Linked DNA regions of Sus scrofa: all the other regions are linked to region 1. Evidence: chromatin contacts called from public HiChIP or PLAC-seq data. All regions are on one chromosome and are shown on one strand. The core of a region is the stretch at or near the end of the contact, and the rest is flanking DNA. Distances in the headings are between cores, read along the strand shown.

Region 1 (6,670 bases), core at 378-2,877:
TCTGGGAACTTCCATGTGCCTCAGAAGCAGCCCTAAAAAGATACACCCCCCCAAAAAAAACCAAAAACGCATGGGGGCCCATTGTTCCGATTCATGAGAGTGCCTTGCTTCTGGACCTCAGTGTTGTCACACACAGCTGGGTGCTCCTGGGGCGTGTCCCCTCCTGTGATCCCAGCAGGAAACCCTCACCTCCTCCAGTGATGAGGGAGGCAGGTGTGGCATGTACGTGGGCACAGGGAATGTGAGCCTGACGGGCACAACTCAGAGATCACAGATCCACTTGTTAGCTCTGCCGACGTTCCCGGAGGCCGCCTTTGGGGAGGCTCGGGGAGGAAAGCCGTCGCAATGCAGCATGGTCACTGCTGCGATAGAGGGGTTGTCCGCCAGCACAGCACAGGGTCCCCACAGAAGACAGATGGGCCACTCCAGCCGGGATGGTCAGAAAAGGGGAGGAGGGAGGCCGGGGGTGGGGGCTGGGCCTTACCATGCCTCTGTTTGGAGGGGCCACCTGGAGAGGACCTGTGGCCTTTGGGAGGGGGCAGGAATCCAGGGCAGCACTGCCACCCCTGCCTTGCCCTCCTCCCTCCGCCTGGGCTCCCCTCGGCCATGGGAGGGGGGCGGTGGGGGGGGGTGGCAGGCCTCCAGCCAAAGGAAAGGACTGTCAAGGAAGCCGTCCCAAAGGGGGTGACATGTGACCTGAGGCTGGGAAGCGGGCCCAGGTGAGGTGGAGCAAGGCTCAGACCGGACGAGCAGCCCCGGGCCAAGCACATACTGAAAGTGGTCCCCGAGCCGCAAAAAATGGAGAGAACGGCCTGAGATAATCATTGCTACTTTCTTTTAACTTAGGAGACAGTTGCTTCGGCCTTGGCGAGCCCACGTGAGGCTTCCCCCTCAGCCTTCCCCTCCGCTTGTATCTTCCGGGAAAGGTTTGTCTCTCTACCTCGGGCTTCAGGCCCGACCTACGTGTGTTGCATTAGACGAGACACCTCTTCGTTGATGTAGGGATATAAGCCCGCCGGGGGCAAATCTTTTCACAGACGGCCTCAAAACATTTCAAAACCGTGTGTTTTCTCTCTTCTAAGGAGGGCGTCTTAAACATTTCTTAAGGAAACACGCAGAAGGGCTGGGGGGCCTCATGGAACATGGGCTTTGAGTGATCACTGGGCCCACCGCTCGCCCTCTGTGTCCTTGGCTCTGCTGCTCGACCCCCACGTCTCTCTTTGCTCGCCCGTCCCTTGGGCATAGCAGCCAGGGCCCTGGCTGCCCGTGCAGGGTAACGAGGATGTGTGTGTGCAGCCCCCAGCACGGCGACAGCCCGGGTCGCTGTCACTCATCGCAATCAGCTCTTCTGTTGTCGAGGAGAGACTTGTCCCTGACAGGCCTGCACGGGGCGTCGTGGTGTGTGTGCGCTTCTGAGTTTCTCCGGCCTTGGGCAAGATGGACCTGAGCGGCTGGGTCTCCCCCCGGAGGTTGCTGGGAGGTGTCCCCGGGTGACTACCCCTGGACCCCACTTGGGACGCGGTTGGGAGCCCCCACTTACTGGGCGCAGCCGTCGGCCCGCGTCAGCTGGGCCTGCACGGCCGGCTGTGACGGGGCAGCAGCAGCAAAGTTTTCCATGTGGAGGCTTGAAGCGCAGTGTAATTAGCCTTTATGTGCAGAACAAGGACCCATTGATGAACACAGCTGGTCTTTGTTTTGTCCTGTCGTTGCGAGTGGGAGGTAAAGGCTGCTTCTTCATGTTTATTAATGCAGGATTCCTTAGACAAATGGCAAGCGCAGTTTAATATTTGTTGGAACATGGGGGGGGCTTGCCAAAACAGTTGTTGTGTAAGGACTGCAGGGTTTCGGATTATGACTGTTTCTGGGTTAAATAAATGAATTCTCTCTGCTTTTTTTTTTTTTTTTAAGTTAAAAAAGTACCCTCTTCCTCAGATGCTCACGTCTTCCCCCTCCTCTTAGCAAGTAAAGATGGAGCTCCCCAGCTGACGTTAACTTGGACATGCGAGCAAAATCGAGGGAGCTGGATTTTAAGATTGAAGGGGTTCCCCCCGCCCTGCACGGCCTTGGAGGTGAGCAGACATCTTCCGGCCTCCGGGAGAGAGGCCTGGACGGCTCCCGCTGCCCCCGGCTCCAAGCCCGGCCCGCGCAGCTGTCCGCTTGTGGTTGAGCTTAGGTCAGCGCTGCCCATGCGGGAGGAATGTGGCCCTCGCGGCCGAGCGACCAGCCTTCTGGGCGAAAGTGCAGGAATTCCCATTTTTGCTCAAGTCCGCGGCCACCAGGTTGCAAAAGGAGCTTCAGTTGTAACACACAGTCAGCTTGTTACATTCCTCTTAACTCGTGGGCTGAGGCTCTGAGCCTCCGATGAAAGAAAATATTGAATTGCGCTGAAATGCTGCATTTTTTTATAGCTAATGTTAGTCTTTGGAGAATTTGCACCTCCCAAACCCTTCCTGCCAGTAACATTCATATTTCTTAAGGTTACTCATACCATATTCCTTGCCTGTGTGCTTTTTTAAATAGAACCACATTGTAGGCACATGTCCTCACATAGGCCCTTACAAAAGAGACATGTAAGAGGAACTTCCCTTGGCTTCCTTTTAGAGTGGTTTCTTTCTATCACACATACAAAACCAGTGTTTTATCACAACATACAGTACACTCTGAGAAGGCAGAAAACTTTCCCGGGCGAGCTTGGCTTAGGGCTGTGTCCACTTGTTGAGGGGAGCCTGCACCCCTCCCCGCCCTGGGCAGAGATGGAACTGTGTGTCCCAGCAGGGCACGGAGGACTTAAGCAAGCTTCGAAAGTGGGAGGATGCCAGCAGTTGAAGACGTGACTCCGCCAGTGAGAAATGCAGCCAGTGTTCCCGGGGTGGGGGGACCCCCGGGGGGGCAGGGACCCAAATGGTCCACGCAGCCGGATGGCTCTGGGCCGTGTCACGGCGCTTTCCTGCGTGATATGTTGTTTGCTCTTTCCCGCAGTCCTGGAGGAAGTGTCTGCCCTGCTTGTTGCACAAAGAAACAGCCCTGGGAACAGAGTTCGGTCCCAAATGCAGTCCTTTGGACTCAAAGTCCGGTGCGCTCTGCGCCCTCCCACCGTGGCCTGGGACATCTCTCCCCTCCTAAGAGAGCTGTGTTACCTGCGTGCGGGCACGCCCGGTCCCGGGCCTTCCTGAAGGGTTGCAGGGCTTCTCTCTCTCTCCATGAGCCCCCCTGTATCTACCCTCGCAGACGGATTTCTCTTTTATTTATTTTTTTTGCTGCTCCGCAGCCACGACTCAGGAAGCTGGGCCAGGTAGGGCCCAGTACGCAGAATCCCCCCCCACCTTAGACAAATGTTACTTCTCCCCCTGATGGAGCTTGAAAGGACCAACCTCAGGGGCCTGAAATGGAGTCTCTCCGCTGTACCTTTAAGAGTGTAACATTTTCTGTTTCCTGGCTTTTTGATGAGTCATCAATTTCCAGTACGGGTTGCTGTAATTATCCTGGTTAGATTAATTTCCCTAAAAATAGAGAAGCAGTTACTTTGATGGTTTCGAGGGGATGGACTTGAATAAAGAAACTACTGTCCCTTAAACCTTAGAGAGTGATCAGACTTGCCAGGAATAACTGATGCCTTTTTTCCCCCCTGTACTTATCTGCAAAAGAGTGTGTGCATTTTCTAGAATTCCTGGGATTTTCCATCTCTGTACAAGCGTTTTGCTTCACACCTAACATGGGATGCCTGGGGGAGCCCTAAAGAGCTTTCCTTGATTTCTGCACTGACTGCATCTGTTTTGACTTCTCCAGCCCGGATCTGGAACTCTCCCAGTTTGGGGAGCTGCGCAGAAAGAAGGGCGTGGCTTCACAGTTTCAAACTCAGGTAGAAATTCTTCTGAGCGCCAGGGTCTTCACCTGTTCCGTGGACTCCAGGCAGTTCTAGAAGTTGCAAGGCACCCTGGAGAATTGGCAATCTCCTCCGCCGCCCTTTAGCTGGTCATCAAACGCTGCATCGGTGTTCCTGCCATGGCACAGTGGGTTAAGAATCTGATTGCAGTAGCTCAGGTCTCTGTAGCGGTGTGGGTTTGAAACCCAGCCACACCCAACGGGTTAAGGGATCCTGTGTTGACACAGCTGTGGCTCAGGTTCAGTCCCTGACCCAGGAAGTTCCGTAGGCCGTGAATGTGGCCATAAAAATGAATAAATAACGCAGGCATCATTTCAGGTGCTAGAACTACAGAGCAAGGAGGGCGGGGGGAGCTACTCTTGAGATGTGCACACAACTCACCCGGCCTGTACACAGAAACACACACCCCAAACGCGTTATGTGTAGCTGCCCCGTGTGCATGTGTGTATAAACGTGGTTATGAGCGGAGGGAGAGGGCTCGCATCCTTCCAGCGTCCTGGGAGAGGACAGTGGAGAGAAGAGCCTTCTTCATAGGTGGTCACCTGCGTTTGGCACACTTTTTTAAAAATTCTGGTTGTTTAGAGATCCTTGACGTTTTTCTGATGCACCGTGAGGGGCAGTGTCGGGGAACTCCCAGTTTGAAGCTAACGGAAAGGGAACTGCTGGGAAAAAACATCCATTTGTAGACGATTCTAGCACATCTAGTAACCTGCAGGGTGGCCATGGTCACGGGGCACCTTCCTGTTTGTGGGACCCGAGGAAGGCTCTGGGAGCGTCCCCAGACCGCACAGACTTGGCAGGTGTCACCTGACCTACCCCAGAGAAGGGCCCTCATCTTGGACCCCGCACACCACGTGGCTGTTGGCATCCTCCGCCCCCGAGGCTTTTGTTGAATCCCTCAATCCGCCTGTGCCTGTGCTGGGGCTGTGGGCCGGAGGCGCGCAGAGGGACGGCCTCGCGGTCCTCAGCCAGCAGCCTGACCAGCAAGGCTGTTGTCTCCAAGAGAGCCAACCAAGGAAGCTGCTGGTGTCTAGGAAGCAAGCAGGAGCCACCCAAACCTTCCAAGTGCTTTGCAAAGGATTAGAACCAGGGCGCAATCCGGCATGTTCACACTGCCTTCCACGCGCGGAGGAATTCCTCCCAAACCCGGGCCGGGCCTTTCTGGCCCCCACCCCCGGGGGAGTCCCTGGCTGCACCAAGGGCCATGGCCACGTGGGTCCTTGTGACGCAGCGCGTCTCCTTTGCTTCCGAAGTGGCGGGAAGGAGATTTGGCACGCCTGACCCATCAGGGGCCCTTCCAAGGCAGGCGGGAAGGCTGGCGGAGGTGAGGAACCCTCCCTCCCTGGAATCGCCCCACCTCAGTGAAAGCTAATTCCTTTTATGTGACTTTTTTTTTTTTTTTTATCTTTTCTAGGGCCGCTCCCATGGCATATGGAGGTTCCAGGCCAGGGGTCCAATCGGAGCTGTAGCCACCGGCCTACGCCAGAGCCACAGCCACGCGGATCCGAGCCGCCTCTGCAACCTACACCACAGCTCAGGGCAACGCGGGATCCTTAACCTACTGAGCAAGGCCAGGGATCGAACCTGCAACCTCAGGGACACTACGTCGGTTCTCAGCCCGCTGTGCCACGACAGTGGGAACTCGACGTTTATTACTTGAAATGAGGAGAGTCATACATGTTTATTACACAAGATTTAGAAAATTCTGAAAGATTTTTACAAACAGAGCATCACTTGTTCTCTCACAACACGGAGGTAACTTTTACCATTTGGGCGTGTTTCCTTCTAGTCTTCTCCATACCACGCTCCATCTCTCTTCTTTTGCTTTTCACAGATGGCATCAGACTGATACGGAGTTGTCATTTCTAGGTTTGGTTTCTTTTTTAACTTGCTATGTAACTTTCTTTCTTGTCATTCTTCAGAAACGTCACACAGGCCGCACGATATTCCATCTCAGGTGTTCCGTGAGATGGTGACACGTTGAGTGCCCTGTTGTGTGGGAGCCTAATCTCTCCACGCTGCCGTCATTACAGGTTTCAACCAGGAACCTGCACGCTTACTCTGTCTTTTGGTGGCTTTATATTCTGCCCGTGGCTGCCGCTTCCCCGTGGCCTCAGATGAGGCGTTTGCGCCCCAGAGGTCTCCAGGGGCTCCGGGACCAGAGCACTGCCTGGGGCACTTAAGACATCCCGGCCTCCGGTGGCAGCCAGTGGGTCGGGTCCCAGCTCTATCACTGGGGGTGGCCTATGGCAGTGCCCTCCCTGGGCAGCAGCAGTGTCCTCAGGAGCAAAACGGGAAGCTTGGATTAGACTACACGTGGGTTCAAAGAGCCTGCGCATTTCTCAGCCTCATGAACTTTATCACCCAGCGCCGTCCCCAAAGCTGGGACTTTTCTCTGGGCCTGAGCGGCTGTCTGCAGAGTGGCCTTCAGGGAAGGAGCTGTCCAGGACGTGGGGGACGGTGTGGGCATCGGAGGAAGAGCCCAGGTCGCAGGGTCACTGTAGGGTTGGAGTCCTGCCTCCGTGCGTGCGGCAGCCTTGGGCAAGGCGCTCCGCTTCCTCACTCAGGCCCTCATTTCCTCCTGAGTGAGGTACGGTCCCGCCAGAGGGCCGGGCACAGCGTTCGCACGCACGCCCTCAGGAAACAGGGCTGCCGCTCTCTGCAAGGCCTGACCCTTTTTAAAAACGTTGCTTCACTTCCCCCATCATCCGGTCTCTTCCAGCCCTAGCGAAGCCTGTCATTGTCCCTGCTGGACCTGTGAAAAGCAGTCCGTCTATACCGCAAGCC
Region 2 (6,475 bases), core at 3,834-6,333, 160 kb before region 1:
CCCTAGCCTGGGAACCTCCATATTCCTCGGGTGCGGCCCTAAAAAAAAAAAAAAAAAAGAAAAGAAAAGAAAAGAAAGAAAGCAAAAGAAAAATAAGAGAGTAAAAGGAGCTCGAGAAAATGCTCTTTATTTGAGGTGGGGTCTAACCTAGTCACTCACAATGTGTGTTGCATCTTGTTTAATCCTCGTAGCAGCTCTGTCTGCATCCATGTTCCATTTCAGGTGAGAGCAAACTTGGTCCAGAGCTAAATGTGGTGGGATCTGTGTGCAACCTGGCTGCGCATCCCCGGCTGAGAGGTTGCGTTCTGTTCATTTGACTCTACGCTCCAAGTCGGGAGGAGAGAGCTCACTGCACGATGCACGCTTCAGCCTGGGTCCGAGCGCTCTTTCTGCCTAACCCCCAGACAACTGGGAACGTCAGCTGTAGGCGGGGTCCCCTGCACGTTCCCGTGCACGCTGGGTCGTCCCCTGAGTCAGGGAACCACTGGGTGTGATTAACCCAGAGAGCTCACCTCCCGCCCCCAGCGCGGCCAGCACTGACTGAACACCTGCTCCGTGCTGGGCTCCCTGCTTTCCTGCCAGGCTTCCTCCTGGGGTGGCCCTCTTTGGGGAGCAGACATGGGCCCTGCTCAACAGCAAGCCCCCCCATGTCTGCTTTGCTGCTCCCCGTTTTCCCCAAAGCACTGTTGGCACGGACTTTGCCTGTCCCCGTTGTCCTCTTTCCTCTTCTTGTGGTGGAGCTGTGATGATAGCAACTTCCGGACGGGTTTGCCCCGTGGCTTCAGCAGAGATGAGCCCTTCTGAGCCATGTGATCCCAATTCTTTGGAAAATGGTACCATCCTAGGACTCCACCCTTGAAGCTGAGTGAGAGGAGGGTGGGGTCTCCTCCAGGCCCGCCGCCCTCCTTCCTCCTACTATCTTGCCTTTAAGAAGTTGCCTGTCAGCTCATCCTCTTCCTCTTCGGTCCCACAGCCTCCTGACTCAGTTCTGGACTGTTTTCTGCCATTCAAGGGTCAGTGCGTGGGCCAGCCTTCCCCTGGCAGCCTCTCTCTTTCTGACTAGAAGGAAGCCTTGCTGTCTGCAGAGGTCTTGAAGTGGTCCCCTCCCGACTTTGTTGGTCCCTCTGTCTGGAGTGCATCCTTGCCCAGCCCAGAAATTTCTCGAAGTTTCTGTTATTTTCATGAAGCTCTTTCCGATTTTTTTCCCCCAAGCAAAAGCAATCTCTCTTCTTCCTCTGAACCCTTCTGCACTTACTCTAGGCGACTTAGAGCGTTTAGTTTATTTTGCTCATCTTTTTCTTAGCTTCCACTTCCACTTGGCAAGTTCTGACTCCGTGGTCCCTCGGTATCCACGGGGACCCACCTTGTTGGCTCAGGTTCCCTATATAAAGGCGCCGTCTTTGCATGTAACCTAAGCACATCCTCTCATATACTTTAAACCTCTCTGATGACTTACACTGCCTAATGCATGTAAATGCTATGTAAATCGTTGTAAATACAATGTAAATGCCGTGTAAATAGTTGCAGGCAGGTGGTGAATTCTAGTTTTGCGTTTTGGAGCTTTCTGGAATTAATTCCCCCCCCCACCAATGTTTTCGATCCCTGGTGGATTGAATCTCTGGATGCGGAGCCTACAGGCACGGGGAGCCAACTGCAGTGGCCCCCGGCACGGTGTGAAGTGAGCAGAAACCACATTTCTTGCCAGAGCTTACAGGCTGAGGGGCGCCTGGCATTAACCGAGCACCCAGGCAGCTGCGGGATCAGACACAGGATCACGGACCAGGATCGCCGCCAGGCGGCCCCGTTTGGGGAGTTGGGCACTCACCTTCCCTGGGCGAAAGGGACGAGGAGTCTGGGAAGTGGCATTTGAGCAGATTCCGACAGTTTCGTGGGAGAGAGAAGGGAAAGGCTTTCAAGCAGAGGGAACAGCCTGCCCCAAGGGCCCGAGGCTGAGGAGAGGCCCCAGCCTTGTGGGGACGCTGGAGGAAGGCCAGCTGCAGGGTGGCTCCTGGTGGTCTCATCCAGGCCTTTCAAGGTTTTGGGGCAGGGAATGACACGTCCCCGTCCCTGCAGGGTGTGTAGGTCCCCGTCACCTTACAGCTGCGTGGGGACTCATGCCTGTGAGGACGAGGGCGCCTTGCCGCCTCCGGTACCCGCCGCCCTGCCTGGGGTCCCCCCATGTTTCTCCTTCCCCCTTTGCTGCCCTGCCTGCTGTGGAGCGTCTCCTGGGTTGCGTGCAGGCCTGTCGGATTCTGTAGAAACCACAGCTTCCTGGGTGGGGTGCTCACTGCTGGCCACCGCCTGGCACCACATGACAGGACACGGGAGCCGGAGACGGCTCGCCCTGTCACCTGGCGGGGCGTCAGGGACCGCGATGGGGAGGGAGGGGACAGGCGAGGGTTGCGTGTCGGAAGAAACACTTGGGAGACGCGGGGTCGGGCTGGGGTCTCCACTTAAACCTCAGAGATAAGTGAAAACACGAGCGTCTCCCGAGGGAACGCTGCAGGGTTCCCCTTGAAGCGGAGCCGCCGTCCGTCCACACCCGCTCGCAGACCCAATCACACCTCCTGCAGGACCGCGGGGGAGAGCTTTGCCGGGAGTGAGGTGTCCAGGGGCCCTTATCAGTCCTTCAAAGCCTTTGTCTCATTACAGGGGAAAAATGAGATTTTAACTGATACGTGTTTGCTTTTTAGGAGGAGTCATTCCATTCACGCGTTGACAATCCAAAGGGTACGAAAGGGTGGACGGTGAAAGGACGGCCCCGCGCGGTCGTTTCCTCCCAGGGCGAGGAATGGCCCCAGGATCGTGGACCTGGGGCCCCTTCCCGAGCAGTCTTGTGTTTGAGCACATTGTGCGTGGGGTGGGGGGGACACTCAGGGTGGGTGACCTGGTCACTGTCTGTGGCTTCTGGTTGAACACGGCGTGTCTGCTTTGGCCGCAGCCCCCTCTCGGCAGCCCTTCCCCGACTTCTGTTCCCAAGGCAGCCGCCCCCCCCATCCCCGGGGTGACCTGACCCGGATCCTGCTTCCTTTCAGCCCCATTCATGGTCACAACCGGGGGCTGTGCTGGGTCCTGGATGAGCCGGGAGGAGGGGACGGAGGGCCGTGGGGATAGAGGCCATGCCACCCCCAGACCCCAGCCAGGGTGGCCTGGGGTTTTGTCTTTCACAAAACCCTGGAGCCCTTTCTTGCTGGCAGGGTGTTCTGCCTTACTGAACTTGAGCCTCTGTTTTCGTTTCACCAGCCTGGGCCCCTCTGCCCTATCGCTCTTCTTTGCCTGCCTGGTTTCCCCAATTGGACTGTGGGCACCTGGAGGTCAGCGTCAACTTTCAATGCACCTGTGCGTGCCCAGAGACCCCCTGGCCTAGCGGGGGAGACTGGATGTGGAATGCATTCCGCCCTGAGGTCAAGTGCGTGGCTCTGATAGTACAGAAAACCTCCCCTCGAAAGCGTGCTCACTGTGCCTCCAAGTGGACATGCGTTGTCTTAGTTACCTCCAGGGGTTGGAGGGGGCATCATTTGACCAAAACCACACAGGTTACAGCAGGGGTGGAGCCTGGAATCCAAGCCAGGGTTCTCTAAGGCCACGGTCTGAAGCATCTTCAGATGTCCTGAGTAGGGTTCCGGGGGGGGGGAGGGTGACAGGAGACAGGGGGACTGCAGGCCTTCAGCCCTTTCTAGCCAGAGTGTCTTCCATTTGTCCTGTGATTCTGTTACCGGAACGAGACAGGACACCCTCCAAGGACGACTTTCTGCAGAGACTGGGCTGGCCTTTACCTTTTCACTCAAGTGCTCGCCATTTCCCCTAATACAGCCGCTTTAAATTCTTAGATGGGGGCATTCCTGTTGTGGTGCAGCGGTAACGAACCCGACGGGTATCCATGAGGACTCGGGTTCCATCCCTGGCCCCACTCAGTGGGTTAAGGATCTGGCGTTGCTGTGAGCTGTGGTGAGGTCAGAGACGTGGCTCGGATCCGGCATGGCTGTGGCTGTGGCTGTGGCTGTGGCTGGGGTGTAGGTTGGCGGCTGCAGCTCCAATTCACCCCCGAGCCTGGGGACTTCCATTTGCCTTGGGTGCGGCCCGAAAAAGACAAGATAAATAAATCTCATGTAGGATTTGCTGTTGATTCGTTGGCAGATAAGCCCTAAAGAACCATCACATGAACCAATTCTTTGGATTAAAGTTAGGGGCAGTAAAAAGACAATACTTTACCCCTCAGATGCCTGGTGGCCAGGGTGTCCTCCCTGCCAGCCTGGGGTGCTGGGGCAGAGGGGACCCGGGTGTGTCTGCCCAGAGTACTGGCAGGCCGGGCCTGAGGCCTCAAGGAGACAGAATCTTACCGAAGCCCTGGTTTAAAGCAAACAGCTGACATACTCAGTTGGGAGGTGAGCGCTTCCAAACTGGTCATTGACGTTGTTAGAGACGTGTTTTCTTTGGGAGAAATTTCACCCACAGTTTCTTTTAAATAGGCAGCTCTATGGTCGCTTTTTATTTTTGTGTGTGTTTAATAAGCCTTTAATACTTGGCTGAGAGGCGGGAGTTCGGGGAGAAAGAAACCTCCAGGGTTGGGAGCTTTGCCCCTGGAGGATCTGTCGGAAACGGAGGAATAAGATCCCAGAAATTTGAGGCAGTGAGGAGAACAAGATCGCAGCGTCCGCAGCGCTTGTGCACTTAGTTCCCCCGTTTCATGGGCTGGGGTGTCCGCAGCCAGAGGTCCTCCCCTGGACCTTGTCGCGTCCTGACTTTGAAAGAGGCCCCCACAGTTCCTGCGCCCAGGTGCCGTCCTTTCCCGATGCTTTGCCTGTACCGGCGCCGGCTTTTTCCGTCTCCTTGGAAACCCCGGGGTTCAGAGGCCGTGGGTTTGCTGCCACCGTGGCCAACTCGCCATCAGCTGGGACCCGGGGCCGCCAGGCAGGCCTCTCCGGCAGGGGGCCAGTTCTGAGCAGTGGGGGGCCGCCCTCCCCCGCCCTGCCCTCAGAAGGTTGGGGCTCGACTGAGTGGTGTTCTCGGTGACGGGCCACCTCTTCCTCGTTCACACAACCTGAGACTGGCCAGTGTGCAGTGTGTTGTGCAAGAAACAGCTGTTGTTTTGACAACGGATGTGCCTGCCTCACTTTTTGAATCACCAGCCTGAGTCAGGGGGTCATCTGTCCAGGCCTCTGTCCCCGGGCAGGTGGACGCGGAGACCGCGCACTCGTGTGGGATGTGAGATACATTTCTGTAACCAGGTGTATGTGCATTTTTCACATGAGCAGTGGGTATGTGTGTGTGTATATGTATAATTAATGTATATTGCAGCTCTTCCAATTAGGTAATTCATGCATGTGGCAAAAGAGCAGAAAGACCTATGCTGAGGGTCGAGGCCCTGCCTCCCAGCTCCTCCCAGAGCGGAGCTCGGCTACAAGTGTCCTCCGTATCTTTCTGGAGACAGCCCAAGCTTCCGCAAGCGTCGGTATAGATACTCTTTTAAACAGTGTAGCGTTGTTTTACACTCTGCTTTTTTCACTTACATATCTTAAAGATCATTCCAGCTCATGCAGTAGGACTGTACTTTTTTTTTTTTTTTTTTGACTATTGCAAAATAGTTCTTGAATGGATGTGCCCATATGTTATTGCTGGACTTTCAGGTCATTCTAGGGTTTGGTTTTGTTTTGGGGTTTTTTGGGGGGTGCGTGCGTGAGAGAGTTTTTAATGCCTTCCAAATGCAGGGATGCTTCACGCTCCTTTGTGTGTGTGACCACTGGGGGCCTCTGAGTTTTAGGCCCCCACTGCCCCCTCCCCTGGAACGTTAAATTCCCTTTTAACGTGTCGTAATGACATGTGGCACTTGGAGGATTGGCAGGCTGGATAGATAAGAAAACAGTGTTTGGCTTTTGTTTCAGAGCCGTCTCCTCCCTTCGCGTTGTCCCCGGAGCCCTAGACGGCGTCCTCCAGGGGATTGGGTGGCGTTTGTTTAGTGGACTCTCCGTTGAAGACTGAGTCTTGTTCTGAGCAGCCAGACCCAGGGCAGTGGAGGCTCAGACTCTCATCCTCGTTGTGCCAGTCTGTTTCCGTGGTGGCCGCGGTGGTTCCTCCTGCAGGCCTGTCTGCCGTGTCGGCACGGGTAGGGAACTGCCGGCAGCGGGTCACCTCGGGCACCCTGGCCCTGCGGCCCAGCGATGGAGGTGGGTTTGCTCACCTTCCATCAAGTGACCTGTGCCCCCGCCATTGGCCTTCCAGACTGATCTGCCCACAGAGCGCCCCCCGCCCCCGCCGGGCCGGGCTGGGACCTTCAGAGCGAGAAGAGCACACGGGGACCCGAGGGTCCCAGAGGGACCCACAGACTCCATGCTCTTGGGCTTCTCCTGTAGTGCTCCCCCACGGTCCCCAAGCTCTTCCAGTTAGATGGGAAGGCGGGGTGGCAGTGGGGACCCCATCGTCTCCCCTGTGCCCCCAGCATCTAGCCCCTGGCGGCAGAAGTCACCAGATGCCGTCT
Region 3 (6,555 bases), core at 1,705-4,204, 200 kb before region 1:
TTCCGGTTCATAGATTCAATGTCTTCTGTCACTTCATTGGTGACTCTCACCGCACCTTAAAACAAACAAACAAAAAAAAAGGTTTTCTCTGGAGTTTCCTGGTGGCCTAGTGGGTTAAGGATTAGCATTGTCACTGCTGTGGTTCGGGTTTGATCCCTGGCCTGGGAATTTCTGCATGCTGCCGGCGAAGCCAAAAAAAAAAAAAAAAAAAGTTTCATGTTCCCTGTATGGATTTTGCTTCATTTTTACCTTTTTTGCTTTTTGGGGCCGTATCCGCAGTATATGGAGGTTCCCAGGCTCGGGGTCCAGTTGGAGCTACAGCTGCCATCCTACACCACAGCCCACGGCAACACCGGATCCTTAACCCACTGAGCGAGGCCAGGGATTGAACCCGCAACCTCATGGTTCCTCATGGAACTCCAGCTTCATTTTTACTTTTTCAAATCTTTAAGAAAACATATTATTTAATACTTGTAGATAATTGCATGTAACCCACTTTGGTTACAAAGTGTAATAATGTGATTAACACCTGTAAACTCTCCCCCCAACCCAAGAACCAGATGTCACCGTCACCAGTAGTTTGGAGTCGGCCTGAACACTCCTCCCCTCCCGTTTCCCTGCCTCCCTATCCAGGACACTGGCTACTGTCCTCAGTATTGTGTTTATGATGTCATCGCCTTAAAATAATGTGCCTTTATCACAGACGTCCCTGTGCTTAAATGCTCCACTATTTACTCTTGCTTGGGTTTGAGCCTTATCAAGAAGCAGCGTCATCCTTCTGCAGGTAGCAGCCTGGAACTTGCTTTTTGGCCTTATCCTGGAATGGACGTTTGTCTGTGATGTAGTAAATGTGGTCTTCCTTTTCTCCAATGTTTTTAACCCAATTTTGCGAATAGACCTGAATTTATTTACGCTTTCTCCTCTTGGTTGGTCTCTACTCCTTTTTTCGGTCTTTGTTTTGGTCTCAGTTTCCTCAAACGTCTGGTGCCATTTCATCATCTGCCTCTGCAAAGAGCAAGGCACTAAGATGCTTATGGAGGAAGCTCGTGTGGGTGGGGGTGAGGGTGGGGGGGTGGGGTGGGGGGGGTGGTCTTGCGGGCAGCCGACTGGTGGCCCTCAGTGTGAGTGATCAGCCCAGGTGTTCTGCTGGGGGGAGCCCCCCACGTGTCAGAGCCTGTGCCCACTTTCTCCTGAGAAGGCCCTGGTTCCCTGCCCTGAGGGGTGGTTGAGGCTGGAAGTCTGAAGGCCTGTCTTGAGGCCAAGCTGTGAGCTTTCTCTGGTCTGTTAAGGCTACTGTGCCTAGTTCAGCGGCTAGAAGGCTTCTAAGCGTTGGTGGGCTTCTGTTTTGCTCCCCCTTCCTGGAAGCCTAGACCTTACTGTGCCCGAGGGAGCAGAGGTAACTTGGGTGTCAAGCTGCCAGTTTGAGGCTGGAAGTCACACATTTCCAAGATCCCAAATGTAACGTACACGGGAAGGCTTTACGTCTCTGGCGACACTGGTTTTCTAGGAGACACGTCTGTTTTGTCTTTCACAGCAGTCTTTTGGGGGCTCCTTCCAGCCAGGCTGGGACCTGGGAGGAACATGTTGGGAATTGTCTTCAGAGAGGCTTTTCCTGAAACGCCTCAGACACTGGCCTCATAGTGCAGGGGCCTTGGTTGTGACAGAAAGAAGGGAGGTGTGTGGGCTTTGGAGCCTGAGGCCTGGTACTAGGTGGTAAAAGATGGGACCTTCTTAACTGGGTTATTAAAAAACACAAAGAAGGGAGTTCCCATCGTGGCTCAGTGGTTAACGAATCCAATAGGAACCATGAGGTTGCGGGTTCGATCCCTGGCCTCGCTCAGTGGGTTCAGGATCCGGCATTGCCGTGAGCTGTGGTGTGGATCGCAGATGTGACTTGGATCTGGCGTTGCTGTGGCTCTGGCTGTGGTGTAGGCCGGCGGCTACAGCTCCGATTCAACCCCTAGCCTGGGAGCCTCCATATGCTGCGGGTGCGGCGCTAGAAAAGGCAAAAAAAAAAAAAAAAAAAAAAAAAGCCCACAAAGAGGGAGAATCTGTGAAGTGCTGCTCTGTAAATGGGAGCTCCTAACCATGGTGTCCTTGGGGGACTAAGGTATGGCAGCCCCAGCTCGTGTCCACGTGGCACCTCGTTCTCAGCCGAGGCTTGTCACACTCAGGGACTAGAACGGCCTCAGCCTGGCTCTGCTGATCTCCTGCCCTGGTCCCCCCAACCCCATTATTCTCGACTCTCGCCTGTAATCGTCCCCAACACATGGACGCCCCGCTTCCTGCCTCAGATCTCCTCTCCCCCTTTCGCAGGGTGGGACCCTGTCCCTTGGAGCCCCCGGCTCAGCCCCTGCCTCCCTAAGAAGCCCTTTCTGCCCTCCGGGCCCCAGCAGCCCGGTCTCCTCGGCAACCCCTTATTCCTCTGCGGTGATCCTGAACCCCCTTCGTCTGGCCCGGTGGCCTTGCCTGCCAGGGGCCGCCTAGGGGGCTGTGGATTCTTTCTCGGCAGCGTCTCAGGTCTCCTCGGATGACGGAGAGGAGGCTTGGCGAGAGGTAGTGTTTTACCTCAGTGTGCAGGTGGCACAGTGGGCGTGTCCCAATTTAAGTCACGGCGCTCAGTCTGGTACTTCGTGTGCTCCCCCTGCGTAAAGAGACCCCCGAGGTCAGCTGCAAGCGTGCCAGTCGCCACCAGTCTTAAGTCCTTGGGATACGCACCCATCAGAAGGTTAGTGCTCCGTGGCAGCTTGTTCCTCTCATCGGAGCTGCGTCTTCATCCGCGCTCTCTGAGCTCCGTCGTCGCTGGTCCGAGCCAGTGTTCTCCACTCCCCCAGCGAGGGCCCTAAACACGGGCCGGTCGGGGAGTCGCCTGGGTCTGCAAAGGGAGGGGACGTCACAGAGCGATGACGCGGGCGGACAGACCTCACCGCCTCTGGCTGGAAACCCTTCCAGGGCTGGGCCTCTCCCACCGGACAGACGCAGCCACACAACCTGTTTCCTGCAGGCCCAGGGAACGCTTCCTCCTTGCGGTCGCTGGCTTCCAAAGCGGCCCCACTTCAACTGCCTCTCCGGCGTGGGGACGTTGGGGCGGCGGGGGGGCCCTGCCGCGGGGCCACTGCCGGGGCGCTTGAGGAAGCGCCTAGGGACCTCTCTTCTCCCGGTTCCCTCTTCATCCTTAAACCGAAACTGCTTTCTTGCAGCCAGAAGAATCCTGTGACCCCTCCGCATCCTCCTTGACCTCCTGGTGTCCCCTCGCTCTGGGGCTGCCGCCTCCTTGGCTCCCCCACGTGCAGCCCACGGGCCCCTGGGTGTTCGGACCTGCCCGCCCCCCCCAGCAGCCTCCTCCTCCATCCTCTCCCTTCTGCCTCTGCAGGCCTGCTCGGCTCAAGTTCCTGTTTCTGTTTGAATGAAGCCCTTCCGACCCCCTCCAGCGGGTGGAATCTGTCCTTCTCTGACCCCTGGGGCACTCCGGGGCTGCCCTATATTTCTGCCCTGGCCGCACCCAGGACGACTGTCCTCTGGGTCTTTGTTTTGTGCAGGGGGGTCAGCTTCTCTGCGCAGGGGCTGTGCTTGCCTCGGGCCTCGGCACCTCCCACGGTGCCACGCATAGAATAGGCACCGCATTCAATAAATGTCATAGTTTTGAAATACCTCTTGAAATAAAAAGAAATGCTTTTTTTTTTTTCCAGGAGTCAAAATGCATGGCTTTCATCCACTTTCAACACATAAAAGATGTTTTCAACACAGAAAGGCCTTTCACCGCTCTTACTTAATAGTCGGCTTTTGGAATGATGTGGACTAGAATGAAAGATGAACGCCTCTGAAATCAGCTGTTTTGAATTAAATAAAGCAGCGTGAGGTTGGAATCAGGTGAAGCAGGAGGCTGGGACTTAACCAGTGGCGGATGGATGTGCTGGGCGCAGAGGGCCTGGTCTCCCCACGCCGGAGGTGGGAGGGGCTGACCCAGCTCCTCCGGCCCCACTCGGCCCGGCCGACTAGGCTGTCCCCCCATTACCAGGAACGACATAGCCCTCCTGTGGCTTCGCAGAATTGCAGGGAGGCTTCAGAATTGCTCCTTTTGTTTTTGGATTTTTGGGGGGCGGGGGAACGGGGCAGGGTTTTTCCCCCTTAGCTGTTCCTGGTGATTTTTGGAGATCGGTCATCAGTAAGGATGCCGAGGCCAGGGGCGGGGTGTCTGGCTGCGGGAGCCGGCGTGGAGGCCCTCGCGGCTCTGTGGAGTCCGCCTGCGTGTTGGGCGAATTGTGCATCCGCGTCTGTGCCCTCAGTTTTCCTGCCTGCTCCACCTCGAGCACGGTGGCTAGGGTGCGCTGTGTCTAGCAGCCAGCTGTGCAGTGTCTGTACGACTAGCCGTCCACGTGCAAACTGACGGAAGACACTAAACCCGAAGCCTCACCAGACCTGCCGAACTGACCTCCTTCTCAGTGAGGCCAGGGGAGCCCCCCTCTGCCCCGAGGCAGGCTATTTCATGAGCTTCACCAACAGATGAGGGGTTCTTGTCTCCATTCTGGCTGGGGACGAGCTGCGGCCTTGCCTTTGACCAGCTGACAGAACTAACCTGAAGGTTCTGGCCTCCAGGTGGGCCGGCTTGTGATAAATCGAACGGACAGCCTGCAGCTGGCCTCGTCCCCTCCCAGTCCCACGTTTCCTCCTGTCAGGCTCATCCCCTGGCCCTGGGTGCTGGCAGGTAGTTCTTGCGGGAGCCGAATGGCCCCCTTAGGGCCAGCCATTCCCCAGGCGCTGTCTGGGGGATCACTTGGGGCCGTTCGGGTGGTGCTGTCCCGTGGGGACCCACATTTGCATCAGTGACCCCAGGTCTGACACTTGACTGAGTGTGGGAGCGAGCATCGCAGGCAGCTCCGCGCGCTGCGGGGCTCATGCCGCAACAAGGGGTGTCTCAAGCCGGACAGTGTACTTCAGCTGTTTTCAAGGAGTAGGGTGCACGACCAGGGCACAGATTTACAAAAAATGCAGTGTCTAGATCCCTCAAGGTTATGACAAAGCGAAGGCCGCTTCTGGCAAGCAAGTGGACCACAGTCTCACCCACGGCGTTTTGGTTTCTGTTTTGGGGGCGCTGGCGGGGATCCCACTGTAGGGACTTCGGCCTGCCCTGGTTGGTTGTACTTCCGTCAGGTCTCAGAGGGCCCCTTCTGGCCCCTTTCAAGCCAGCAGCCCCTCTTGGCCCCTCCCCCCCGACCGCCTCTTCTGCAGTGACTTGTGGTCACGTGAGCCACTATTTATAAAAGCTGCCCCGATCTCCCCCCCCCCCCCCCCCCGTGCGAACTGTGGCGCCTTAATGAAAGTACACTTTGGCCCTTAGAACGGGAACGGCTTTTAATCACAAGGACGCCCTCCTGTTTATTCATGGATCGTGAAAACCGGTACTCTTGTACCTTTCTTCCCTTGAAGAAATCCAGTACCGTCAGGCTTTCTAGATTCAAAGTAGGTCAGATGGCTAATGATTGAAAATGGATTGGCATCCAGAGTGTCTTTGGAGTCGTAAAGCTACACTCCAGGCTCTGTTTTTGTTTATCCTCTTATCATTCAAGTGACTGGATGGCAGCTGAGTTTGCAGTGGCTGCGGACCAGGGGTTAAGGGCAGGGCTGCAGTGAAACTAAGTCAGGCTTCCCTCCCTCCACCTGAGCCGCGAGGGAGGTGGGTGATGATTAACTCGGCGCTGTCGAAAATGCAATTTCTGGGGGCCGAAAACATTAACTTGTAAAAAATGATCTTAAATTACCAATTGACCATATCCGGGGCCGAACCTGCATGATTCAGCTCCTTTTAAAAATATCTTTTCTCAACAAATTGCTTCCTTAACATTTTAATTTGTTGATCATAAAGGAAGCTTGCCAAATATTAGCCGTTCTTTTCCATTTCCTACAGCTTCAAGCTTTCCTTATTTGGCATATTTCAGTGGAACTGTAAGGTCACTCCCTATTTTTCTTCCCAAATAACTATATTTATTGCTGTCAAGTATTGGCGGGTTTGATCCAGCTGTCATCAGAATGTTTGGAAATAGTGTTTTTTGCCAGAATGCTGATTTAATGATCTAATACTGACATGGCTTGTTTTCTCTGCCGACTTGATAACTTGTTCAATGAGCTGCTCTCTTTTTTTCTTTGCCCATTTTCCTGCTCTGAGTTTTATGGGGCAGTGTCTGAAAGACAGTGCTAGAAGAGTTTTGTGTGTTTTGTTTTTTGTTTTTACCCCCGCCCCCATCTCCTCTTTCTCTTTTTGGAGAAAGACCCGGATGGTAGCAGAACGCTCCTTGAAGAAGCTGGCATTGCCGCTGCTTGATATTTTGGAGAGTCCTTAAGAAAATTTTTCCTGGTGAAGGCTTCCAGACATACCCTGAAATAGCGAGGCAGCTATGCTGAACCCCCCCCACGTCCCATCGCTGGCTCCGCCGGGTAACAGCTCACAGCCCGTCTCATTTCATCTCTACCCTCGCGTGGTTGTTGACTTTTGACAAAGGCCATCGCATCACTTTATCCATAAATATTTCAGTATGTATCCCTAAAAGACAATGCAAC
Region 4 (7,007 bases), core at 751-3,250, 180 kb before region 1:
TCACTAGGCACAGGGCAGCCTGCTTCCACATCGAGGTGGCTTGTGTGGGGGAGGTGGCTTGTGTGGGAGAGGTGGCTTGTGTGGGGGGAGGAGACTTTGGGATCGTGCTCTGCTGATCTTCCCTGCTTGCAGTCAAGGAGGGTGGGGACGGTCACCTGGGGCAGAAGGGAAAGGTGACTTTGCTGGGGGGGACAGAGGGATGTGTTTGTGGCTGCAGTGCACACCTGGTCCAGAATGCTCTGAACGCCTCCAGGAAAAGGCTTACTAGGGGGAAAAAAAAAAAAAACCAGCTAAAGGCACACAGGACTCAGAGCACAAGAATATCCCGAATGCATTATATAATGTGCTCCATTCAAAGGAACATTGTGAACCAACTTAGGAAGAGGATCTTTTAAAATGGCTTTCCTAAAAATACTCCTCGGAATGGGTCACAGGCTTGGAGCACCTGCCTGCAGAAAGTCCGGTTCCAGCACGTAGGTCGCGGACGGCGCTTGTGAGAGGCCCAGAAGGCCCTGTTCCTTAGCCCCGGTGGAGCACAGCGTGAGGAGGAGGGTGTGCAGGAAGGGGCTTTGGGGGGCCTTTCCGCCTTATCTCGCGTCCCCCAGACCCCTCTCACTGGCCTCGTAAAGAAGCAGATGGCGCCCCAGGAATAGCTCCGAAATCACGCTGGCTCCTGGCTGAATGCAGAGGAAGGATCAGGACCATAAAGATTTGAAATCTCCCAGGAAAGGAAATTATTTCCTCCGTGAAATTATCGATGGAAGGGGAGCATTTAAAGAGACAGAAATTACGAACCCCGATTCAAGTTGAACCAGATACTGCACTTTAACCTTTTTGAGACTCGTTAATTTAAAAGCAAATAGAATGAAATATAGACTATAAAAGCAAATTAAATCATTTTTACACTTGCTGGGTTTTTGTGTCACGGGATTGGAAAAGCTAATCGAGAGAAGAGCGGCTTTTGGACAGAGGACCGTGGGGCTCGTGTCAGATCAAGCCGAGGCAGTGATCCTTCAGCAGCGGAGCGCAGCAGGCCGGCAGGGGCCCGGCTGGAGAGCCCCGCGGAGCCCCCTCTTAAGACCCATCCCAGGTCTGACCAGAGCGAGCAGAGGTTTAAGGAGCGAGCAGAGGTTTAAGGAGCAGAGGTTTAAGGAGCGTGTCTCTGATTGATGTGGGTGGAGCCCCGCCCCAGCAGTGGATGTTTTATGTGGAGGTGGGGGAAGCCGGGACCGTAGGTTACATGTATCTACCTGCAGGAATAAATCATTCTTTTGAAACATCACTAGAAGGGAGGGGGAGAGAAAAAAAAGCTGAAGATTTATCTGAAAAGGAAGTGGGACGTTAAAGTTGCTGGAGATCTCATTACTGTCTGTCTCGCTCACCGTAATTAAAAAATGCCTGAATGATCTTAATAACACATGATTCAGCTGACACGCACTAATTGCCCTGCATCAGGCCAAGAGGAGATGAATGCTGTCAAGAAAACCACAAGTCAGACAAGCTGATTCTCTCTTAGTCTGACACCGTGTTCCCATGTACAGACCAGTTTTTACTGGAGCCCTTCCAGCATCGAAAGCAGCTCTTCACCTTCCCATTAATTTCCATCGCTGGCAGGCCCGGGTTGTCTGTGGCGCGCCGTTCCCATCCCTCCTGCCTGCCGGCTCGAGAGCTCGGGTCTGCAGACGAGATGTAAATATGTTTCTTGCTCTTATCTTGGTCCTTTTCAAGAAAAGAAATCCGTTCCCATTCAATACGAATGCCCCGGTGGGCTTGTCAGTGAATTACGTGGCATTTGGGGATTGATTTTCTGACGCCGCCGATTTGTCAAGACTTTCTCGTGCCGTTTCAGCGATTCGACAGAACCTGTTGGACCCCCCGCATCCTGTGGTCGGTCCTCTGGCCGCAAAGAAAAGGGAAGCGGGGCCCTGTTGCCTGGGCGTCTGGAAGCCTCCTTACAGGGCCCAATTTTGAGGAAGGAAGGGAGGATACTGGCGTTGCTGCAGGACAGCTGAGTCATTCTGTCACTCCAGGACAAAATCGCAGCCCGGGTCCAGTGCAGCGCCGGTCCCCAAAGAAGGCCGAGCGCCGCTCCGCCCGGGCAGCGCGCTGGGGAGGAGGGTCTGTGGCAGCAACAGCGCCCTTGCTGTCCTTGGCCACCCACGCCTGCTCTCACATCTTGGTCCTCTGGCGCCAGGCCCTGTGCCGGGGGGGAGGCTCCTGTAACAGGGAGGGAGCTGCCGGGCAGGCCTCTGCAGGAAGACGAGGCACAGCCCACTGAGTCCGGGCCAGACCAGCATCTTCCGCAGCAGAAGCCGTGTCTGTCCCCGCCCTCCCGAGAGGCAGGCCGACTGGGCATGGAGAGATTGGCCCAGAAGGCTGGGAGCTGGGCTCCGGCTGTGGGACCCAGGGCCCGGTCCTGGATGTCTCTGAGCCAGCATCCCCGTCTGAGAAAGGTCCCCTGAGGGCCGCGGTGAAGTCCACACCAGGGCACGCCCATTGCAGTGCCGCGCGTATGGGCCTGGCAGCGTCACCCCCAAGGCTCGGGGTTTAGATGAGAGGGTTCACGTGGCCTCGAGTTGCACGTGTCCAGGGCACAGTCAGTTGCTGAGAAAGGAACTGACCTACAGCAAGAGGCGGATAAACCTAGCAAGAAATGAGCTGAGCACAGCGAGCCATTCCGTCCACTGACGGACTCAGGCCACCAGGTGCTCCCTGCTGGAGGGGGTGCCCGGAGCCACCCCACGCCGATCTTTGGGGCTCCCCTGATTAGCGAAGATATCCCTTACCAGAGACCTCTTTTCCTGAAACGAAAATGAAGTGACAATGTGTGATGGCTCTCAGATACTGTCAGTGTGACTTAGTTGTAGGAAAAAAAATCCTGAAGGAAACGGTGGGTGGACATAAAGCCAGGTGCCCTCTCTGGTGTCCCTTCAGAACCTGCGCTTGGCGGCCCCTCCCTTTTATCACCTTTTGACTTGGAAACTCAGGGCCTTTCTCTGTGCCCCGCCCACCACGGGTAGCCCTTCGTGCGCATGTTTAGGAAGAAACTGCAAAAGAATCTGTGTGGGGCTCGCTGCTCTGAGCTGGGCTCCTTGATGGGAAGAAAACAGCTTTCTTGATGACCTGATGGCCTCAGAGTCCCTGGAGGCCCCACCTCCCCCCAGGGCAGTGGACAGAGGGGCCCCCGACTCCCCCACCATGAGGGTGTCCGGGATTCGAAAGTCAGGGGTGAAAGCTTTGCAGACCTCCTCGGCCCTGCTGGTTCTGGGCTTTGCACGTGACAGCAGCTCTGCTCGGTGGTTGCCGCCTCGGTCGTTTAATTCGTGCGTAGCCCCCGAGTCCCTGGAAACCGGGACTCCAGAATCCAGATCAGCAACCAGTTCCAAAGCTCAGCCTTGCGGGCTCAGCTCACCAGTTTTAGGCAGTGAAGAGGATGGCTGTTATTTAAACTTCGTATGTCACTGATTTTTCATATGTAGGAGTGGCACTCATCACCTTTTTTTTTTTAATCAAGTTATTTATATCATGGGGCGAGTCTGTCACACGGTCTGAACGCAGAACGTTGCCATCCTTGTCATCAGAATCCTGCCAGTAATTTCTGTTTACAGTAGAGCTATTGAAAAGTATATTGGGATGAAACATAAGTTGTTGGCTTGCGTGAGGTTTTTATAATGTGCACATACAGATAAAGTTGGCTTTCGTTCCGAAGGCTGTGTCTCGTTCTTGTTGCGCTTTTATTAGCTAAAGTGGCAGGGTCCCCACGGCCCCCCGTGGCCTGCCAGGTGCCACTGGGAAATAGGGGGAATGGGGTCCCCAGCTGTGGACCTCGGCATCCCGCCTTATCTGTAGAGTCGTCCTGTTGGGAGTCTAGAAACTTCTGATTGCAGAACTCCTTTTTCCTCTCCATCTCCTTCCATAATTGCTGCAGGTCATCGTTGAACCGCCCCCCCCCGCCCCCCCAGGGTAGGAGCCCCACGGAGCCCCTGGGCCGGCAGCGGGCAGGCTTCCGCAAGGGAGCCAAACAGCCCACAGGCGGGGCTTTGAGACAAAACCCCACGTGGTGGTCAATTTCATGGATTACAGTTAATTCTGTTTAATGTCCTTTTTCCTTCCTTTTTGCCAAGTCCTATGCCTTATTAGAACATCGACTTTAGCATAGAAGTGCTTAAAACTTATTTGGCGCTTCGATAGATGTGACACCACAAACGTCGGATAAACGGGATTTGTTCTAATGAGATCTTAGTGATTCTTGGCCGTTCCTCCCGCCTCTTGTGGAATCCTGGCCCGTCCCCCGCCTAGTTCTGGTGGTGCTGGAGCGGCCAGAAGGCCCCTCTCTGGAAGCCTTCCTCACTTCCTCACTGGGTTTCAGGCCCTGTGAAGCACTGCCCCCTCCCCTCCCCTCCCTGTGCCCTCTGCTCCTGGGCCTATTTCTGTGATTTGCATGTAGCGGAAATATTTGTTGAACGGAATTATTTTTACACATGGGCCTTTCATGTGGCCACCGTTTGAGGTCTGTTTCCTTTGGCTGGAGGCTGGGAGAAGCCTTCCAGCGCCCCGGGAGTGCCAGTGGCTCCAGGTACAGGATGCCCTGCTCGGGGCTGGATGTGCCTTGTCTCCCCTGGAGGACCCCCAGCTGGAGGTGGGCGGCTGAGCGCCCCCATCTCCCCCGTCCCCACTGCAGCGTTCAGGGCCTCTAGGAGGCCTTCGGATTGACCCTTTTGGGGCACTGAGGGGAGGGGGAGAGGGGGGACTCAGAGCGGGAGGGATCTGCCCAGGGGACCCCTGACCACAGGCCCCTTGTCCTTAAAGGCCCCAGTCTCGCTGTTGAGATTTCCTTTTGGTTTCTCATCAGTTATTGAAGAAATACCTATGTTTTCCGAGGATCTGTCGCCCGGCCCTTTCTGATGAGGCTGTGGGCGTCAAGGACTAGTAGGCCCGGCTCGCCCTTCGAGTACCTCCTCTGGGTCGGGGCTGCTCCGAGGGCATCACACCTTCTCACTCAGCCAGTCCTCGCCAGCTTCGTTCACAGAGGGGCCGGTGCTCAGCGGGCCCCGTGTCCCCATCCCCCTGGGGAGGGAAGATGAGCCCGGAGAGGCAGGAGGAGGGTTTCCTGAGCCTCCCAGCTCCTGTGGACCTGAGCCCGCTGTGCTGAGGACCTTCTGGAACGTCAGTCCCCCCCCCCGGGGACCCTGTAGTGACCCAACACCCCCGAGATGCTGCAGCATCGTCGTGGAGGGAGCCGCCTGGCTCTCCTTCCTCCCACGGCCTCTGGGTCACTTTCTCCTGCTGCCATTTGGAGGCAGCTTGAGGCTCACAAGCACTTTCTGGCCCGCAGGGTCCTATGCTGCTCCCCAGTGACAAAGGAGCCCCACAGCCGCACCACCGCCCCCGCCCATCCCAGCTGCAGGTCAGAGAAAGCACCTGTGCCCAGGAGCCCGTGTTCTTGCACCACAGGGAGTCACCTTGGGGCTGGAGGGCACCGCAGGTGCAGCTTTAGAGGGGCTCTGCTGGCAGAAATTTCTAGGAGGCACAGCTCTGAGCGGGCAGCAGAGATGCTAGGGCCAGTTCCTCCCCTCTTCCTGACTCGGGCAATATCTCACCTCTCTTTTCAGCTGCTCGCTCCTCGTCCCCTCTCTTTCTGGACTCTGCGCTCACAAAGAGGGCGAGAGCCCCCGGCACACTGGGGTCAGTGTCAGGCCCACCCGCAGGAACCCAAGGCTGTCCCCTGATCCTGATGGGGACCTCTGGGAGCTGATAGGCAGGGCGGAGTCCAAACTGCCATGTGCACAGGCCAGGAAAACAAGTGTCCGGCTCTGGGACTTGGTCTCCTGAGGCATTTCTTGCTCTTCCTACCCAGGGAATGAAAAGCCAGGTCCTACCACTTTGGTGATGAAAATGACCTTTATTTTGCCCGGGAGCTTACAAGTTTTAGGTGTCCAGTGTGTGCATGCAGCTATCACGGATGTGTGCTCCCTCCAGACACGTCCAGTGCCAGGAAACTGACGTGTGAAGTTGAATTTAGGGACTGAAAGGCTAAAGCTCATTGAAGGTTGAGTCAGTAAGTTCAGGCAGTAAACATTTCTGAGTGTTTTCCTTGAACCTGGCACTTTGCTTGTCTCTTTTAATTCCATGGGCTAATAAAATGAAATCCATATTTGCTTAGAAATATCTGTATACTCGTATTTACTCATAAATAAAGGTAGGAGTTCCTGTCGTGGCTCAGTGGTTAATGAATCTCACCAGGAACCATGAGGTTGCGGGTTCAATCCCCGGCCTCGCTCAGTGGGTTAAGGATCTGGCGTTGCCATGAGCTGTGGTGTAGGTCACAGACGGGGCTCGGATCCCGTGTTGTTGCGGCTGTGGTGTAGGCCGGCAGCTACGGCTCCGATTGGACCCCTAGCCTGGGAACCTTCACATGCCGTGGGTGCGGCCCTAGAAAAGGCAAAAAGACAAAAAATAAAAATAAGAAAATCCATAAATAAATGCATTTAATGCATTGGCTTGTTGTCTTTCTCCCTATCTGTAGACACAGCCAGCTTGACTCTCTGGCCCCTGTGATCATTCCAGTTCCCAAACTGTGGGGATGGATGAAGGAGTGAGGCCTGTTTTCTCCTTTCTCCCCAGGACCTGGCCCATAGGAAATGGTCATTAAAATTTGCTGAATGTAATCTGTCTTCACAAAACCCTACAAAGTCACTCTTCTTTGGCCAATCAGAAAACGGACGCACACCGAGAATCTTTGCCCTGGGACAGTTTATAGGAGCCCCGCCGTCCCCGCATCCCCGCCTCCCCAGCCGGGTACCTTCTCCCCTGGGCCACCCAACACTGCCTCCGGGTGCAGGCTCCCTTTGGGTTTTGTTTTGTTTTTTTTCCCCCTCCTTCAGTTTTTCACTTTAAGCTTTGAAGGATTCATCAAATAGACTTGAGAGGAGTAAACCAGAATTTTCTCCTAAACATCCAGGACTTGCGAAGCTTTCGGGAAAGAATTTCTCATAGGAAGGAAGCCT

What was found. HiChIP or PLAC-seq counts read pairs in DNA pulled down with a chosen protein or histone mark.
Region 2: a contact with region 1 is called in an H3K27ac HiChIP or PLAC-seq map of alveolar macrophages. The contact joins two enhancer-like sites. A contact is called at or near these places in 2 of 2 datasets of contacts at active chromatin or transcription factors (alveolar macrophages and skeletal muscle).
Region 3: a contact with region 1 is called in an H3K27ac HiChIP or PLAC-seq map of skeletal muscle. The contact joins two enhancer-like sites. A contact is called at or near these places in 2 of 2 datasets of contacts at active chromatin or transcription factors (alveolar macrophages and skeletal muscle).
Region 4: an H3K27ac HiChIP or PLAC-seq map of alveolar macrophages shows a contact between it and region 1. The contact joins two enhancer-like sites. A contact is called at or near these places in 1 of 47 Hi-C or Micro-C datasets (epiblast stem cells) and 1 of 2 datasets of contacts at active chromatin or transcription factors (alveolar macrophages).

The regions. Positions count from the first base shown.
Region 1 is chr3:9,543,659-9,550,328 of Sscrofa11.1, forward strand. All of the region lies in intron 8 of CUX1 (protein CASP), which reads left to right. Among named protein-coding and RNA genes, the nearest start is that of SH2B2, 120 kb to the right of the region's middle. Within about 2 kb of position 1,628, at least 22 of the 83 cell types and tissues checked have an H3K27ac peak or open chromatin away from gene starts, as enhancers often do. A contact at or near this core is called in alveolar macrophages and skeletal muscle, where this site is marked.
Region 2 is chr3:9,384,703-9,391,177 of Sscrofa11.1, forward strand. The region is part of intron 1 of CUX1 (protein CASP); the gene reads left to right. Among named protein-coding and RNA genes, the nearest start is that of CUX1, 71 kb to the left of the region's middle. Within about 2 kb of position 5,084, at least 15 of the 83 cell types and tissues checked have an H3K27ac peak or open chromatin away from gene starts, as enhancers often do. A contact at or near this core is called in alveolar macrophages and skeletal muscle, where this site is marked.
Region 3 is chr3:9,342,782-9,349,336 of Sscrofa11.1, forward strand. All of the region lies in intron 1 of CUX1 (protein CASP), which reads left to right. Among named protein-coding and RNA genes, the nearest start is that of CUX1, 29 kb to the left of the region's middle. Within about 2 kb of position 2,955, at least 40 of the 83 cell types and tissues checked have an H3K27ac peak or open chromatin away from gene starts, as enhancers often do. A contact at or near this core is called in alveolar macrophages and skeletal muscle, where this site is marked.
Region 4 is chr3:9,364,036-9,371,042 of Sscrofa11.1, forward strand. The region is part of intron 1 of CUX1 (protein CASP); the gene reads left to right. Among named protein-coding and RNA genes, the nearest start is that of CUX1, 50 kb to the left of the region's middle. Within about 2 kb of position 2,001, at least 18 of the 83 cell types and tissues checked have an H3K27ac peak or open chromatin away from gene starts, as enhancers often do. A contact at or near this core is called in alveolar macrophages, where this site is marked.